Linked DNA regions of Gossypium hirsutum: region 1 is linked to region 2. A link is a contact called in public Hi-C data. All regions are on one chromosome and are shown on one strand. Each heading gives the region's core, a stretch centred on a gene start, on an enhancer-like site or on the middle of the called end of the contact. The rest is flanking DNA. Distances are from core to core; before and after follow the strand shown. Region 1 holds the start of LOC121232028 (protein bicaudal C homolog 1-A). Region 2 overlaps LOC121232022 (signal recognition particle subunit SRP68).

Region 1 (6,447 bases), core at 3,828-6,327, 130 kb after region 2:
TCTTCGGCTTCCTTGCGTGCCTCTATGGCATGGAAAGCGGCTTTCTTTGGACAGACACTCATTCTATGTGGGCCTTGGCAAAGATAGCACTTCATTGGTTCCTTCTTATCCCAAGGCTTACCTTGACTAGACCTTGGGCCTTCGCCATTCTTTTCCCCTTGATCCTTGTCTCGCCCACCATTACCTTTGGGTCTCGATTTGGGCTTGGAAGAATCATTATTATCAAACTTTCTTCCCCCAACATCGCAGAAATTTTCTGCCTCAGCCATGGCCTCGGTCAATTCGGTGATACCTAGGCGACGTAACTCTTGCTTAACCCACATTTTTAGCCCATCCTCGAACCAATAGAATGCTTCCTTCTCATTCAAGTCTGAAATCTGAAGCATCAACTCGCTAAATTCCCGAACATAATCTCGAACAGTGCCTTGTTGCGTAAGCCGGCGTAACTTAGCACGAGCCTCCTTTTCAGCATGTTGCGGATAAAACTGCTTCTTCAATTCTCTTTGGAACTCATCCCAAGTCCCAATAGCCGTTCCTCTACGTTTCTCATCCGTGGACCTACGTCTCCACCACAAGAGAGCAACATCAGAAAAGTAAATTGAAGCAGTGTTTACCTTGGTGGCTTCATCCTCAATACCCATTGCTCGAAAATATTGCTCCAATTCCCACAGGAAGTTGTCCACTTCTCTCGCGGACTTAGCCCCCTTGAACTTCTCGGGTTTTGGAACATCCACATGACATTGCTTCGGTCCCGAAGCCAACATCCTATTTCCCAGGGCAGCCTTATAGATTCTGAGCTCCCCTTTAAGCTCAGTAATCTCCTCCTTCATGGCAGTCACCAGGGCCTCAAGAGCTTCGTCCCTCACTGTCAGTTTGTCTGAAGTGGATTTGAGGGTGTCCAACACAAACTCCTTCCTATCTTCCCTCAGTTGCTCCATACGGATCAGGACCACTTCGAGTGGCTCCTTCATGTCACCAACGGACTCTTCGAGATTAACCACTCGATTTTCCAACCTCGATAGCATATCCCTCGATCGACTAGCCTTTCTAGGCCTCTCACGAGTCTTCATTGGCTCATTCTGATCAACAACTTCTTTCAACATCTCTCAAAAGTGCTTTCGAACAGGCTCTGATACCAACTGTCATGGACTTAATATTCTTGCCTCACAATCCGTGCGGCCTTAGGTAGTTACTTGCTCCAAAAATGCCTAAGTCAGCCTAACTTCCACAAAAGAAGGATTCAACAGAATTCCTCCCAAAAACACAACTCAAATGAAAGCAATTCAAAGCCAAACAAGATGAACGAAGAACGAATCAAGAACAAGCCACAGAAAATAAGAACACAATAGAGAAAGAGAAATTTGAGTGAATGCTCTCAAGAATACTTATTGCTAAAAAAAAACTTAAGTGCTTTACAATGAGGGGAGAGGCCTCTATTTATAGTTGAGTCTCTCCAAATCCAACGGTACAAATCAAGTACATCAACGGCTACGATTAAAGGGTATCTACAAATCAAATCTCTAAGATTACAAAATCATATCTTCTAAGATTACATATCATATCTAAGATTGCATATCTTCGAAGATCATGTTTCCATATTTGTCGAGCTTGTAGATGGACCTTCAATCTCTTCAAGTAACGGGCCAGTCCGATTGGGCCAAATGACCTCCTTCCTTCTTGATGGATCGCACAGATGTGTCATGGTTGCGGGCTCTCATGCACAACCCATGACACTAGCCATATCACATGGTATGATATACACTTCCAAAATCATATTCAAATACTTCTAGTTTGTACATGCCATACTTCAATATTCACATTTTCAAAAGGTATCAAAATAGTGTTCGATAGTATGGTGATGATCCTTGACGATCCCCGAGCTCCCGATAGCTTCAATATCTACAAAACAATTGTAAACATACACAGAGTAAGCTTTTAAAAGCTTAGTAAGCCATATACAAATAAACTTATCTCATAACACATTTCTAAACCAATTCATTCATATAGCTCATGGAAAAATACAATCACATATTAATATGTCTTATATAGCTCATTTGATCATAATTCACTTACATATAACACATTTCATTCTCATAATAATTCACACATATATCATATGTCCACAAATGTACATATACTTACCTTTTTTTCTCAAACATGATATATATTTCAAACGTACCTGAATTGGATACACATTCACATAGTCATTCGTTTCTCGAAATGCTCGTTGAACCGTACGGAATCAAATAGGATACGTGGATAGCTTGAAAAGCTCATACAATGCCAACATCCCAGACGTGGTCTTACATGTAATCAAATATCGATGCCACTGTTCCAGACAGGGTCTTACACAAAATCAAATACGATGCCGATGTCCCAGACATGGTCTTACACGTAAACCTCAAATCGATGTCAACGTCCCAGATGTGGTCTTACACGAAATCACACATCGAAATCCTATGTCATGACATATGTATCCTAACTATTCCTATGCTTCATACGGGACTTTTCAAACGTCGTCACATTATCGGAACTTTCTCGGATTTCTCATTTTCAACTCAAATAGCCATTCTTCACTATTCATTTAACATATAAGCAATAATAATTCAATTCAAACACATTTATTTGTATATCGACTTACCTTGTACAGGAATGAACGGAAACGAACGGCTATTCAACTACTTTCAACTTTTCCCGATCTAATTTCATTTTCTTTGGTTCTTGATCTATACACATTCAAATTTAACTATTTTATTCAACAAACCATTCAATTCAATCCATATGTACATATTTAGGGCATTTTACAAATTAGCCCTCACATTTTCACTTTTTACTTTTTGACACTTTAGTCCCTAATTCATAGAATCAAAAAATACACATAATTTCATGTTACACATGCTAGGCCGAATTTTCCTCTAGCCCATATATTTTATTTATTTCACATTTTAGTCCCTCAAAATCTCATTTTCACAATTTAGCCCATAATAATCAAATTCATCAAAAATCCCAATACAAAACATATTTATCTATCATCAAGCTTCCATATTTCATCAATTAACGTCACAAAACTCACAATTTCATCAATGGTATAACTCAAAATCATCATCGGTTCTAGAAATTAAGACATGGGCTAGATAGAACACTAAGCAATAATCACAAAAACATAGAAATTATCGAAAACAGATCAAACCCTTTCTTTTCTTATATTTTCGGTATGAAAAGATGAACAAAATGGCCACATTTTTGTTTTTTTTAATTAATACATAATAATACATCAATTACCATTTTATCCATGATTAAGAAACATATAAAAGATTAACATTAAGGCCATTAATGTCCACTCACCATGTAAATGATATTTTAGCAGTTTAGTACTTTAACAAATAGCAAGTCACTTTTGCACTTTACACGATTAGGTCCTTTTTCTAAATTAGGCATACAAACGATCAAATTTTTATATGAAACTTTCACACATATTAATTCACGTATTATAAGCACAGAAAATAATATTAAAATATTTTTTTGACTCGAATTGGTGTCCCGAAACCACTATTCCGACTAGGATCTAAACTGGGCTGTTACACCGTAGCTCGAACTCGACGATAAGGTCAGGATTCGGGCGTTACATTTATCCTTTAGGATTTACAATAATTATCCTGACAAAATATAATGTTTACAATTTAGCCAGGTTCCAAGTAGATGGGCTTTGAGTCTTTTCCAAGCAATGGGTCAATTCAGTTGGGCCGAATGACCCCCAATGAACAAAAAGGAACATCAAAGTGTGCCTTGGTCGCGGGTTTCTTTACAAATCCTGTGACACTGGCACAAGCTATTGCTAATATTAGGATTTGTGCTCTTAATTTCGTCATGATTGCTTGTATATTTTTTTTCCAAATTGATTGAATAAATGAAATTAACACACGTTCTTTTGCTTAATTTTTATATGATTGTTTGCAATGGTTTTTATATAAAAAGTAAAATCCATAAGAAAATAATAGCTCATTGGTTACCTAAGGTTTAACTAATAGTAAGTTGATTATCTAGACAATTATAATGCGAGAAGATAACTATTATTAGTAAGTAATCTAAATTATCCATGGTATATAGAATCTTATAGAGAAAATGATTTAATTTTAAATAAGATTATTATGTCGTCTATAAATACAATTGGGAAAATGCCCATCTTGGCTATCGAAACTAATTTGACTCCTAAAAATAGAAATATAGTTGTGATTGTTTAGACTAAATCCAAGATGAATTTATCCTAGAGCTGTTTATGGTTTTTTCACTTATGACATTCATTGTGCTAATTACCTTAATCCAATGTAAGTGAATCGTCATGTGTGTATAAATGATACATTTTGATATATTAAAAGCCTATGCTCTCATGGTAGTGGGTCAAAAGTTGGTATATTGAGCAAATGACTTGTGCATGACATGATTTCACTTACAGTAGTGGAATCATAACTTAAAAAAAAAGAGTGACATCCTCACTGGTATTGTATGAATTATAAAAATGGAGCGTGACCATAGGTTATTTGTTTACGATGAATGACTAATCATTGCTGTTTGTAAGTGATAGTCGTTTTCATTGCAAAAGATAAAATGTTGATCATCAGATAAAATGGATCGGATTAGGTGATGAACTTAACCTAAAGGGGTCAATGATATCTTATGAGATAACACACATATTTGACAATGTCATTGGATAAAGGTTTCGTGTATGTAGTTTTCATAATGGTATATAATTAAATAAATTTAATTATATATGTTTGTGGATCAAATTGATAAAAATTTGTAAATGTAGATGTTTAAATTTATTGAATTATTTAGAATTATGATCAACTTGATAGAATGTGTAAGTATTGATGACTAAATATGTTATTATACCGATTAGAAAAAGATCACATCATCACTTTAATTAACAATTAAATAAAAAGTGACAAAAAAACCTAAAATATAAATAATCAAAAAATTTATATTTAAGACATTAATAACTAAATTAAAAATTATTATAATTAAATAATAACAAAAATACGCTAATAATTGTTAACTCCAAAAGGATTGAGGGCAAGGAAGAAGGAAAATAAAAAACAACACGGGGCTGACTCAGAGAGTCCTCTCCTTTGTAGGTAATGAGGACACGTGTTATTACCCAAACATCACTTCCACAGTGTCTTCCCACTTCACTTTCTTGTATTTCAGCTTCTCTTTCCCACCCGTTACCCCCCAAACCCCCCACTTATGGCTGATATACAGCAATCCTATGACCAGCTAAACGGCGTCGTACCACCCTCCGTCGCCGTCGTTTCATCCGACACCGTTGGATCCAAACGCCAAAGACGTCCCAGCGTTCGATTAGGCGACATTGGTGGCGACCAATCCTATGATTCTCACACACGAAGACCCACAGCTCCCTCCGCCGTATCTGCCGCCTCTAAGCAATGGAAAAACCAACCCCACCATTCGTTAAACACCTCAGTCGGCGGTTTGAATTCTAAATCGTCAAAAACTCGCACTGTTCCCAATCTCGCCGCCGCTGACACCACCAACAACGGCACCTTCGATGACGAAAGAGAAGCTAACGAAAACAATAATAATTTAGACGGCGTCACAATTGGTAGCTGGAGGGTTAAAGATATCAAGAAACGGGGACCCGCTATTAAACGGATCAGATCCAATTGGGTTCCTAAATTCGACAATTCTAGCGGCGGAAACGCTAATATCAACGGCGAAAACAACACGGAAGATAAATACAGTGGTGGTGAAGATAACGATTGTTTCGATATGGAGAATTCAGAGAGTCCCATTAAAGAACAGAGTCCAATTCATTGTTTGGATAATTTGGGTATCCACAGAAGGAGACCAGTGCATGAAGATGGGGTTCGAATATGGCTAAATAAATTGGGTTTAGGAAGGTACGCTCCACTTTTCGAGATCCATGAAGTTGATGATGAGGTTTTGCCATTGCTAACATTGGAAGATTTGAAAGATATGGGAATAAATGCAGTTGGTTCTAGAAGGAAAATGTTTTGTGCTATTCAGAAGCTTAGTAAAGGGTTTTCATAACGTTTTTGCAGTGATGGAGATATTTATCCGCCATTGCAATGTAAGTTAAAGCTTTTATTAGCTCTTTCTCTGTTTACATTAACATTTGGTGTAGTGAAGTAGGAGAATCATTAGGGTTTTTTTTTGTAAAAGTATCATTGACGGAGTATTGTATTTTTACGTTTTCACTCGTAGCAAATTAGTCCCTATACATTATATTATATTATATCAAAGAGCAAATTGTCCAATTCTAGGTAAAAAATTGGTCTTTTTTCTGTGGCACTGAAATTGTCCAGTTGTTTTGTCAATATCGTTAATTTTTAATAATAAATATTGATGAAAATTTTACTAGAAGAGATAAATTTACTCTTTAATCAAATGTACAGGGATTAATTTATT
Region 2 (6,445 bases), core at 3,805-6,304:
AGTGAGTCACTGCTTATTTTTCTCCTAACTTGCTACCTGCCTGCTTGGCTAAGGAATTAATCTGTTGTAGTGTAAATGAATCAATTCTTCTAAAAATTTGCTTTCCAAGTTAGCAAGAACTTGTTCCAACCGTTTACCACCTTACCAAAGGTGAAGTGGTGAGAATAGATAGTTGCTTTCTGAATTATAACACATCATTTCTTTTGATATTCGTTCGATTGGAACAAACTAATCATTTGTTCAGAAATTTTGATAAGATGTTTGAACTATCCTTTTCAACCTTCAAGCTGATCTTTTGTCTGCAAACATTTTCATCTATGGTCGAAAACCTTTGGCTGCTTTTTACGACAAATTAGTTATGCACTCCTCAAAGTTTGTATAAATGATAATTTCTTTTCTTAGAAGAATGCCCATTTGTATTATATCTGTTGGAATTGGTTGTGCTCGTCCTAAGAGCTCATCAGATAACTGTGCAGGAAAGGGAGAGGGAGGGGGATAATAACTTTTGTCCTTTCTCTTTATTCTGCAGATGGTTTTGTCGGTTACATTGATGTCTTATACTATCCTGATTTGCAGGCCGCTATGGCGGAGGCAAGATCACAACAGGCTGCATCTCTGACAGAGTTTCATTGGCTTGGCAATAGATTCCCAATTACTAATGCAAAAACTCGGGTTGCTATTTTGAAAGGTTTGCCATTAGCTTTTCCTGTGAATGTCAGTAATGAGGTTAGCGTGTTTATGGCTCATATTAAAAATCAAGACTGAAAACCACTTGGAAGTTGTTATGGTAATCTATGATTGACCTATATATTTTCTTAAATTATGCATAAACTACTGACAACTGAAGAATTATGGGTGTGGTTTTGATTGTCAAATATCTTCTGTTTCAGATGAAAACAAAAATATTCACCTTCCTTAGTCTTCTCTTCTTCACCCTAGATCCATTAAATGCCAAATTTGAACATAGTCAATATATTAAGCTTTCATTTTATTGGCACTTAGAGTCAGTATTTGCTCTTAATAATTTTTTTTTTGCATTTTATTTTTCAATTTTTTAGCTCATTGCTTTAATGACTCATCCTAGCACCTAAACCAGACTTAAATTGCAGTTGAAGCTAGCTTTCAAATTTCTGTGCTGCACTCCTTTCTGCTTCTCTCTTCTTTGTCTGCTAGATTTAAGATGTAGCCAATTCTAGCAGTAAAAATTTCTAGCTTCAGTTGAATTCAGTGTCACAAATCATGTTTTTTTCATTAATTGTAGATGTGAAAAAAGCACCTGTGTGCTTGAAACTTTTTTATTCTTGTTTTCTGGTTATCCTTGTGAGCCTTCAAGTTGGTTAAGAGGACATATGGCCTAAATTTATACTTTTCCTGTGTGCAAAATTTGCAGCCCAAGAACTGGAAAAAGATTTACATGGCCCTTTAGCCGATTCACTCTCAGCTGAGAAAAGACTAGTAACTTTTGATAAAGTTTTTACAGCATATCATGAAGCTAGGAGCTGTATCCGGAGTGACTTGGTATGAAGTGTTAATTTGTAGTGTTGCTTTCTTTCCGTAGAAATTGTGTACTTCTCATTTCTTTTTTCCTTAGTACTATTTCTTAGTAGGATTTAAAAGTTGCAATTATTTCCGAACTCTTGATTTCCAAATCACTTCTTTGAGGCTGATGTTGATGATTTAGCATACACTCTAGGCCAGTGCAGGTAGTGCTGAAAATGTGAAAGATGACTTAAATGGTCTGGATAAGGCTGTTAGTGCTGTTCTAGGTCAACGAACAATTGAGCGCAATCAGTTGTTGGTTAGCATTGCAAAGAGCAAACTTACAAGACGTCGTGATGACAAAAACGAGAAAGTCACCAAGCCTGAGGAGTTGGTCCGCTTATATGATCTTTTATTACAGGTGAGGAAGGGAATATCTGTTTTTGGCATGCGTTGCTTTCCAGGAAAAGAAGCTTGTACTAATTCTTAGTTCGCTTAATTGATGCTATTTGGCAGAATACAGCTGATCTATCTGATTTAGTTAGTTCTGGAAGAGATAGAAAACCTGAAGAAGTGACCTTTGCTGAAGAGTGTGAACTTAAAAGTTTGGCCTTCCGAGCTGAAAGGTTAATTTCTCTTACATAACTCTATAAAGTCTTCCTTTTTATTGGGTAGCATATTTATGCTTAAATATCTGCATCAACCAGTTCTAAATAATATCCTTGTTCTCCTTTTCCAAGAAAATAAAATATTATTTTTGACCTCTGGATGATGACATTCTGCAGTTTTCTCCAGTTTCTTCATTTGAAGGATTTTTCTCCTTCGTGGTGCTGTTAGGAGTAGTGAAATAGAATCGTTAATTTCCTGCATTTCAAATGATGAAATTAAGTTGACTTAGAAGCGATTCATTGTTTTTTAACATTAATTTCGGGTGCATTACTACAAGAGGTTGCCTTGTGAAACTGATGCATGGACCTCTGGATTTCTTTGCAGGTGCTTCTACTTGGCAAGATCATATAGTTTAGCTGGAAAGAGATCCGAAGCATATGCGCTATACTGCCGTGCTCGCTCTCTCGCCGAGAATGCCCTATGGAAGTTTCAAGCTCATAGTAAAACCGATCAGTTGTCTATATTTAATAGGGTTCGCCTTCCCCACTATTTTTGGTATATTTTCTGTGTTAAACTGCTGAATGCATGTATATATGCAAATGACGTGCTTGACACTTGCAACGTTTTCTTTAGCACTGTCTCTTAACTTTGGGTTCAGACATCTGATCCGTATTTAGTTGGTACCTTTATATTATTTACAGGTGATGATCAAAGAGTTGAAGACTTTATATGATGAATGCCGATCTTACAGTTGCATAGAGCATGCAACTGGAATTATCGAGGAGGTGAAAGCTCCTGAGAATCTTTCAAAGAAAATATCTACTATATCACTAACTGGAGCTGACAAGAAGGTATAATTTATATTTAAAAAGTTTCCTATTTACATGATGAGTTCTCAAGTAGTCAATCAGTTAGGGATGGCAATGGAAATTGCAGAGTCAGATATTTGTGGATATTTGACTTACTTTTTTGCATATTCAAATATTGCGGATTCGGATTTGAATAAATTATTTACCATCCATAGTGGATTGGCGCGGATGTGGATATTAACCCTTCGATATTCATTATCCAGAATTTCAAATATGCTCTACTTTTGGAGATAACGAATTCAGATATCTGTTATCTGAATCCACTTTACTTTTGTGGGTTACGGAGCCAGATTCAGATATCCAAATCCATTATCCATTTTATTTTTGAAAAACTTTTGGACTTGCTATACTAAAATATTTAGTGGATTTTTATATCCTACAGATAATTGAATTAATTCCGATTTGGATTCCAAATAATAATACTCGTAGATTTAATGCAAATATTAAGCAGATTTGCATATTTAGATTTGGATTTTGTAGAAATTGCATAATACCCACTGGCATCCTTAACTAATTTTGAATCCTATAGAAATTATCACGATAACATTTATTTCCATTGTTGCATAAACTCCTTCGTTCATGATAATTTGTTTTGCTTATGATCCCGATTTTGCTACATTGTTGTAATGATGCTGCTTTGGAGTGGTTCAGGTGGAAAAATACCTACTCGAGAAACTCGATCTCTACGAGCCCGCAATTAGTGAGTCAAATGTGAAAGCTGTTCCGCGTATAGAACCCTTCCCGCCGGCCTTCCAGTCAATACCCCGTAATCCAATCGTTTTAGACTTGGCTTATAATGCCATTGATTTCCCATCTATAGAAAACAGGATGAAGAAAGACAAGAAGGGTTTCATTAGTAGGCTTTGGGGTTGAGTTACAGTTCAAGGTAAGATTTGATTTGAAAGGAATAGAACCAAAAATTAAAAACCGCTTTCTTTTCACATGCTTTTGACTTTTGACGTTTGACTTCATGATTTGGTTAACTGCAAAATTTTGGTATTTAGACTGAGATGATGTGAAATATTTTGGACAGTAAAAAATCGTTTTTTTTTATTTGGATGATTTTCAGATTCTGATATTAGTTTTATTGTATCTGATCGGAATTTCCTTAAATTTGAGATCTGAATCCATTTTTATTTTAGTTTAGATATCTGAATTTGTTTTGCTTGTATGGATAATAGATTTTGACTGATCTTACAGATTTAATTTTTGTTTAATTTTGAATTATTATTTTGTTAAGCCAATATTTTTATCTTCAAATGCAGTTTTGGATGGAAATATTTAAATAGATGTTTTACCATGTAAAATTAAAGGGATAAATATCACAATTATACAGGAACTTTGATCTAATGTATAATGTCATATATGAATTTTGATTTTATGAAATTTGTATTTGATTCAATTTTTATAGTAACTAACTAACATTATCGATATATTATGTACATAAACAATTATATTAATTTAATCTGAAAATAAATAAATGCATTTATTAATTTAAATGTATACAGTTAAATTAAAATTAATTCTTTTGTACTTACAATTGAAGTTAAAATTAATTGACTAAAATTTATATATAAATTCGGTTTTTATCCTTAAATTAAAATTTTATAAAATACATTAGTGGATCATGTTTTTAATTCTTATTTATCATCTAACATTAAAATTCTCACAGCCAAAAAACGGTAAAGTTTCTTAAATATTTATATTGAATTTTCTAACTATTTTCCTTTTTGAAATTTATTTCAACTATATATTATTATATATTTAAAATTGGAATATTTTTTTAATGTTATTTTAATATTTAAAATATGATTTATATGTTCAAATTAAATTTTATGAATAATTTATATTAATTATTTAAAAAATATTTAATCTCATATTTAATAAATCAAAACATGAATAATGAGTTACAATCAATTAATTTTTATATTTTTATTATAATTCTAAGTTGATAGATTTCATATATAATAATATTAGTGAATTTAAATATTATTTAAATGTATATTATATATTTTACACATTTTATATGATTAATATTTTTATAGAAGGTCTTCCCTTAGGCGATGGGCAATTGGGCCTCTAAACTAACATGCCTGAAATGGGCTTATGGATCTTGTACCACTCTGATCAAAATCATTATAAGCTTTTAATGGTGGTGGAGAATAATAGGATTCATGCAAATTATAAACTCAATTTTTCTCTTCATTTCTTCCTCATTTTGTTCCATCTTCTTGTTTTTTTAAAAAAAAAACCTTAAATCAAACCCTAAATCCGTTAAGGTTAAAAAACTCTACAAACACTAAAACATGTTTTTAGATAATATTAAAATAATAATAATAATAATAACAGATACATGTCCTTCATTTAATTTTTGTTGTGAAGTTAAATTACTAGGGACTTTGGTAAGTAAAATTGTGAAGTTGGGTAAGGGAAGAAAAAAGTCTCCAAATTGAGGCAAAGTAAGTGAATTTGGGTGTACGTATGAGATTGGATTCTTAAAGGTGTGATTAAGAGAAAGGAAAATGTGGAGGACCATTTGGTCTATTGTTCCAATAATACAATTACCATTGCCTAACCTTTTTTTTCTCCTCCTTTAAAAAGGAGAGAGATAATGGTCCAATATTCTCTACCAAACATTTGCCTTTCCTTTTATTGATAACATGAAGCTTGCATTGCATGCTTCATCAACTATTTCTCTTAGTAAAAAACTAAGTGGCATCAATGCATTCAAAATCACCCAATTTTTTCTTCTCCAATACACTTACCAGCATTTTTCATCAAGTATAAGATTATAGGATAATACTTGGTGTAGGACCAAATTTATGCTCGGGCCCAAAGCTCACAAACCCAAACTCAAATACACTACACAGCCCAACTAATTTATGCCATGACCCAATACGAGAAACCATCCACTACCTCCATCACCCCCACACCCTACTAAATCACCCCACTAAATCACCCCACTAACTCCATCATCCCACTAAACCATCCACTATCTCCATCACCCCACTTGCCTATAAAAAGAAAGGGCAATCAGTTGTAAAAGTTGGCTATAAAAGCCATTCAAAACTATTGTACAAGGGGGGAGTTCTTTTTTGGAGATTAATCAAATATCAAAGCAAAAGAGGTTTTTTTTGTCTATTCTCGTTTTAAATTCTTTTTTGTTTATTGTTTTCCTTTCAATTTTATTTTGTTTTCTTATACGAAAATAAAAATAAAAGGAAGAAGCTTACCTATTTTAGAATTACCGAAAAATATTTTTTTTTAGGTCCAGCTGCCTTGCACGGTGCCGCCGACGGTGGCCCGTGGGGGTCCGGTGACCGGAACAAGGCAGAACCGATGGCCGGATTTAGAAGGAAGGGGGAGAGTGTTATTTTTAATATTGTTATTATTATTATTATATTATTATTATACTTATTTTATTACTGTTACTATTATTTTGTATATATTTATTATCATTATTGATTTATTATTATTATTAGAAACAT

What was found. Hi-C and Micro-C count contacts between places; a contact is called where the count stands out from the background.
Region 1: a Hi-C map of leaf shows a contact between it and region 2, with 1.6 times the contacts expected there. The contact joins the promoter of LOC121232028 here to the enhancer-like site in region 2.

The regions. Positions count from the first base shown.
Region 1 is chrA07:6,193,799-6,200,245 of Gossypium_hirsutum_v2.1, forward strand. It overlaps LOC121232028 (protein bicaudal C homolog 1-A), which reads left to right and starts at 5,078. Exons shown (of 1, transcript XM_041117361.1): 1 at 5,078-6,447. The coding sequence starts at 5,245. The coding sequence ends at 6,069.
Region 2 is chrA07:6,065,782-6,072,226 of Gossypium_hirsutum_v2.1, forward strand. It overlaps LOC121232022 (signal recognition particle subunit SRP68), which reads left to right. Exons shown (of 14, transcript XM_041117349.1): 8 at 577-688; 9 at 1,391-1,518; 10 at 1,694-1,900; 11 at 1,996-2,105; 12 at 2,473-2,620; 13 at 2,790-2,939; 14 at 3,609-4,103. The coding sequence ends at 3,830. Among protein-coding and RNA genes, the nearest start is that of LOC121232022, 5.6 kb to the left of the region's middle. Within about 2 kb of position 5,055, at least 4 of the 9 cell types and tissues checked have an H3K27ac peak or open chromatin away from gene starts, as enhancers often do. A contact at or near this core is called in leaf, where this site is marked.